2 separate regions of the Mus musculus genome follow, and region 2 is linked to region 1. Evidence: chromatin contacts called from public promoter capture Hi-C data. All regions are on one chromosome and are shown on one strand. The core of a region is the stretch at or near the end of the contact, and the rest is flanking DNA. Distances in the headings are between cores, read along the strand shown.

What was found. Promoter capture Hi-C pulls out the DNA fragments that hold promoters and counts their contacts.
Region 2: a contact with region 1 is called in a promoter capture Hi-C map of hippocampal neurons, with 5 times the contacts expected there. The contact joins the enhancer-like site here to the promoter of Cenpf in region 1. A contact is called at or near these places in 7 of 39 promoter capture datasets (the 3T3-L1 cell line, 3T3-L1-derived adipocytes, cranial neural crest and 4 more), 1 of 15 datasets of contacts at CTCF or cohesin (pro-B cells), 16 of 484 Hi-C or Micro-C datasets (CD4 T cells, the G1E-ER4 cell line, the HL-1 cell line and 8 more) and 4 of 115 datasets of contacts at active chromatin or transcription factors (astrocytes, embryonic stem cells, large pre-B cells and 1 more).

Annotation. Positions count from the first base shown.
Region 1 is chr1:189,686,654-189,689,353 of GRCm38.p6, reverse strand. Cenpf (centromere protein F) reads left to right here and starts at 1,268. Exons shown (of 18, transcript NM_001081363.2): 1 at 1,268-1,378.
Region 2 is chr1:190,789,447-190,792,146 of GRCm38.p6, reverse strand. The region is part of intron 12 of Rps6kc1 (ribosomal protein S6 kinase polypeptide 1); the gene reads left to right. Among named protein-coding and RNA genes, the nearest start is that of Gm51740, 29 kb to the left of the region's middle. Within about 2 kb of position 1,271, at least 7 of the 459 cell types and tissues checked have an H3K27ac peak or open chromatin away from gene starts, as enhancers often do. A contact at or near this core is called in hippocampal neurons, where this site is marked.

The DNA.
Region 1 (2,700 bases), core at 19-2,518:
GCTGCCTTCCTGGGGAAACTGGGTGCTGGGATAAGCCCTGGGCACTAAGTGACCCTAAAAAGAAATGGGATGTGAGCAGAGAGACAATGAGAGGGATCACTGGAGAGGAAAGAGGAACTGAGAGCATTTTTATGTTTTAATTTTATGTGCATGCATGTTTTGCCAGCACGTATGTCGTTACATACCTGTTGCCTGTGGGCCCAGAAAAGGGAATCAGATTCCCTGAGCTGGATTTATAGATAGTTGTGACCTACTATGTGGATGTTAGGAACTGTACCCAGGTCTTCTGCAAGAGCAGCAACTGCTGAGCCACCTCTACAATTCCAAGGATATTTACTTCTTTTTTTAAAATTATTTTATTTTAAATTTATTTTCCACACTCCATATTCCATACCCCCGCCCCTATCCACCCTCCGTTTGCATCACATCCCATACCTCCTATGGATATTTACTTTTAAAGAAAAATATTTAGGCATTTAGGTGCTATTAGGAAAGTGGAAGCAGTATACTCAGTTTAGAAGAGCCTTGTGAATATTTGAATCTGATGAAGTGTTCCCCTCGGATCTCATATTCAGTAAATCCTGTCGGCGTGAGCCACCACAACCCATGCGAATCGCATATCCAGATTTTGAAAATATGGAGATGACAGAGAGGTCAGCAGTTGAGTTTTGCATGCATGTCTAGATTCAAGTTCAGATTATTTGTTATACTGTGCCTCTGTTATCCGCCCCCCCACCCCCCGCCTCCCCTCCCCTCTTCTTTTCTTTTCGAGACAAGGACTCTTGTCTATAGCCAGGCTGTCCTCCAAACGCCCTCCGCAGGGCTGCTATGGCAGGTGCGCGCCAACTTTTAAAGTAATAATCAACTTCGCAGCTAACTTTTATAATAATAATCCCCTCAGAGCTAACACCTTACGCTTGTCCTACGGTTAGAGCGAGCGGCCTCCCCGCAGCACAGACCTCACCTTACCCTGCTCCTCAAGCCCGCCCAGCCGCTCAGGGTTTAACCCTCATTCAGACCCGCAGTCCGCTCCTCCCAGCGTGCGGAGCCCGTCTCTAGGCAACGCCAGTGCATCCGACGTCTGCGCAGGCTCCGCCGCCGGCTCTGCTTGTTTTTAAACAGTCGTCCAAAAGGGCCAATCAGAGGCGGCTCACCGAGAAGCCGGGTGAGGACTGGTCGAAAGCCTCTCGCCATGGCCAATGGGCGTGGAGGCTAGCTGGGCGGGACCGGAAGTGAGCGGGAGGGAAGAGGGGCGGCGGCGGCGGGCAGTTTGAATCGCTCGTGCTGGTCGGGGAGGAACGGTGCGCTGTGTGAGGAGCTCGGCGGTGAGGAACTCGGGGCTCGCAGAGCCCGGAGCCAGGTTCTGTGAGGAGCTCAGGTGAGCAGCGTCCCCCCTCGGGGCCCCCGTCCTCCGCCCGCGGCCCCCCATCGGAGGCCCGCATGGTTTCTAGAAGCTTCTTTCTCACTTGGCGGCTTAGGGTCGCCAGGGTGCCAGGCTGTGCTGTGTGCTCAGCAGCCAGAACTAGCTAGCACTGGCAGAGAGGCAGGGGATCCTGACGGAGGACAACAGCAGAAACCTGCCAGACCCTCTTTAGGGCCTGAGGCGGGCGGTGGGCCCATGAACGGAGCCCTCCGCATTTTAAAGACATACTTTCGGTGGAAGTTCTTTTACACCGTCACCACAGAGATTTTGCTTCATCTTTCAAAGTCTTCTTCTCAGACCCTGCCTCTTTAATCTTAATTTTTTACATTTACGGATTTTACAACTTTTGCTCTAGTGACCCGATTTAGGTGGCTGACAGGTTGTTCCGTACCCAGTCAACACCTAATGGCAATTAGGCGATCGGTGTGATGTATTTATATATAAGTGTAGGAGAGGTAGAAAATGTATATAAGTGTGTAATGAACATAGTAAAAAAAAATGCCTTTTAAACACCCAAGACTAATAACCAAAACTCTGACATCACTCACTCCAAATAACAATCCTAAAACCCCATGATCCCCAGTGAACAGTATATAATTGGAGACTAAGACAATGCTCTGCGCTGCACATATGAGAAGACACCACCATAATCTGCCCTCAGGAGCCTCAAATCAAAAACTTCTGTTGGCTTGTAAGGCCTTAATGGGAAAGGTTGTGTGTAGTCTTGCTTCAATTTGATGTCCCAGGATCAGGTGGTATCCAAGGGGGTCTCCTCCCCTCTCTGAGAAGGGAAGGTGTTTGTGAGGATGGGACTGGGATCACAGGCAGAAGGGGAGGCTACCATTAGGATGTAGAATGAATAAATAATAATAATAAAAAGGAAAAAAAAAACTGAACCTGACAAGCTAAAATATGTCACCCAGGTGAGCAGCCCTGGGAAGATAGGGTTAAGACTGTAATTAGAAATTTAAAGTGTAAATACTGTATACTAATCCTCAGCATAATAAAATATAACTTTAGTTATCTTAACTACATTTGTAAATATCTTCTTGCTCTCAACAAAGTGTGTGACTACAAACATGAATATAGCTGTTTGTAGGTTTTGAATTAGAAAATAAACCTGCTGGATTCCCTTGCTTATATTGCCTCTCTAGATGTTTTGTTGCTTTTATTTTGTTTTGTTTTTTGACTTGTTGGCTGTGTAGCCCTGTCTGGCCTGGAACTCACTCTGTAGACCAGGCTGGCTTCAAACTCAGAGATCCACTGGCCTCTGTCTC
Region 2 (2,700 bases), core at 22-2,521, 1.1 Mb before region 1:
CTGTTGGTTTTCTCTGCGAGACGTGTGGGCTGCGGGAGGAAGCAAGGCTGTGTAGCCTAGGAATCAGTCATCCAGATGCTACATGACATGGCACACACCGCTCTGATTTCATCTCCCAAGAAAACAGCGTGGGGTGATGCCTATAAACCTTGAACAAATAATTGTTGGCCCCAGAGTGCTGATGAAGTGAAACCAAGCGTTTTGGACCTAGTTATGCAGATAATTCAAGAAAGTGTAGAACCACATCACCCTTAGGAGAAATCCAGACCTAAGTGGGAGGGGCCTAAGCTGAGCCGGCCCATTCGGCTCCTGCTCCTATCCTGTTCTCCACCCCACAGCAGTCAGGGGCAGTTTAGCTAACACACACTGAATTAGGAGAGCAAGGCAGGAAGCAAGGCTGGAGCCTCTCTTGGCCCAGCTTTCTTTCTTTCTGCCTGGCATTTGCACTAGACCTTTTCACGTTTCACAGGCCCGTGCCACATGCAGCAGAGCAAGCTGTCACCCAGAGGCAGCTACTGTGAGAGGTGCCACTCCACTGCCCAGCCGAAGCCACTATCAACTTGCTAACAGTGCCACAGTTAGCATCTGAGTGACTCCCACTGCCATCCTCTCTAATCTGTGTTCCACTTGCCACCGTGGGAACATCAGATGTCATTTAAACTTCATAGTCTACAAGGCGTAAAAGTGCAGAGGACTTGAGATAGATCATGGCTCTTAAAACAAATATTCTCGGCTCTTTGTGGGTGCTTTGAATGCTTTGAGTGAAGTGTTCCGAGATGCAATTGGATTATGTATTCAACACACATTTATCAGGTGCCTCCTGTGTCCCAGAAACTATGCTCGGGAGCCAGAAATAAAGACATAATTGGTATAATATTGACAGTTACTTTTGAAGTTATATCAAAGGAGACTGCCCCAACAGAGGACATAGACAACTGGGCTAACTAGGATGTTAATAGGCCTTCATAGGTGGCTAGTTATATTTACAGAATGGAATTGCACCTAGCTAACAAAAGACAAGCTTAGCTGTCTCTCTTGCCACAGTTGAGTCCATATAATGCTGGACACAAAATGCTTTCCCGTGTGTTTCCTTCTCTCTGGTCTTTAGCCATCAGCTGTAGTGGACGACTAATGCTTAGCCCCTGCATAGAAAATCTTTACACACAGCAAGAGCTGGAGAGAAATTGACTAGGATTTTGTAATTCTAGTCCCTTTCAATTAGCAGCAGATGCTGCAGGGAGAGCTTGCATGTGTGTGGGAGCACGGGACTAATGCTTCCCAGTGCTAGCTAAGGGACACGTGTAGCGGGAGAAAGATGCTCTTTCCCCTGGCTCACGAGTATCAGTAATGACAGATGGCTTTATTAAAGCACCTTTCTTTACTATGTGCATGCATTACTGATGCCTGGCTTCTTGTAAAAACTTTATAAAATCTTGACTATTTTAAATTTTAGTAAATACTTTAAAATTTTACAAAAATTTAGACATGCCAAGCTCCCTCCAAACACATACACACATGCACACACACACACACACATGTGCACACACACACGTGCACAGTGCACACAAGGTCAGACACTTAGTGTAACCAGCACTGACACATACACACACACACACACACACACACACACACACACACACATACACACACACACACACACACACACATGCACAGTGCACACAAGGTCAGACACTTAGTGTAACCAGCACTGACACATACACACACACACACACACACACATGCACACACACACACACGTGCACAGTGCACACAAGGTCAGACAGTGTAGCTACTACTAACATGCATATGCACAGGTCAAGCCACTTAGACAAAGTAGTCAGCATTGACAGGCACACGGGCAAGGTCACACACACTTGGTGTAGCCAGCACTGGTATGTACACATACATGCACATAACAAAGTCAGGCACTCAGTTTTTGTTTTTGACAATTTGCAAAACAGAGGATCCTGTAGCAGAAGTCATCCGTGTTTCTCCCTCTTTTACACAGAGGGCTTCTGCTATCATTTTAGTGTCGTGTATGAGTCTGTGGCTTTAAGATTGGTCCATGCCTGATACAAACTTGTTAGGTTACTGTTTGGCATTGCTTGAGTGTGTGGATGGTGATTTAATGGAGTGTTATTTTAAAACTTTATTTACTATAATTTCTGCTTTTTCACTGAGTTTTATTTTTACCCTCCAAAAGAAAAGTTAAGTGTCCAAGACGTATGTATTTCACAAGTTTAGCTATGAAGAATAATGTAGCCTATCCAGAGATCTATAGGTATGTAGATATGCGCCCCTTCTGCCTGCACTTGGATGTTGTGGTGCTGTTTGTGTGTTTGCTTTTTGAGACCGTCTTACACTGTATGTAGCCCAAGATGGCCTGGAACTCACTATGTAGCCTAGACTCCTTTCAAGCTCAAAAATCCTCCTGCTTCCAGCTAACTCCCAAGGACTGAGTCACAGGCGTGAGCACCATGCCTCTATCTAGGAGGGATACTTAAATACTTATCCTAAATTAAAGTAGAATTTTTCTCCATGTAAAATTCTCTTTAAAGAATTTCGAATTTATTGATCTGCAGTCTTAGAGAAAGCCAGTGAACACAAGGTGCTGCTAGGAGAGGTTATGAGTCATCCCAAGAAGGCATTTAACACCTTTAAAGGAAAGACAAAGCCTGCATTTGGGATGTTGGAGACTAC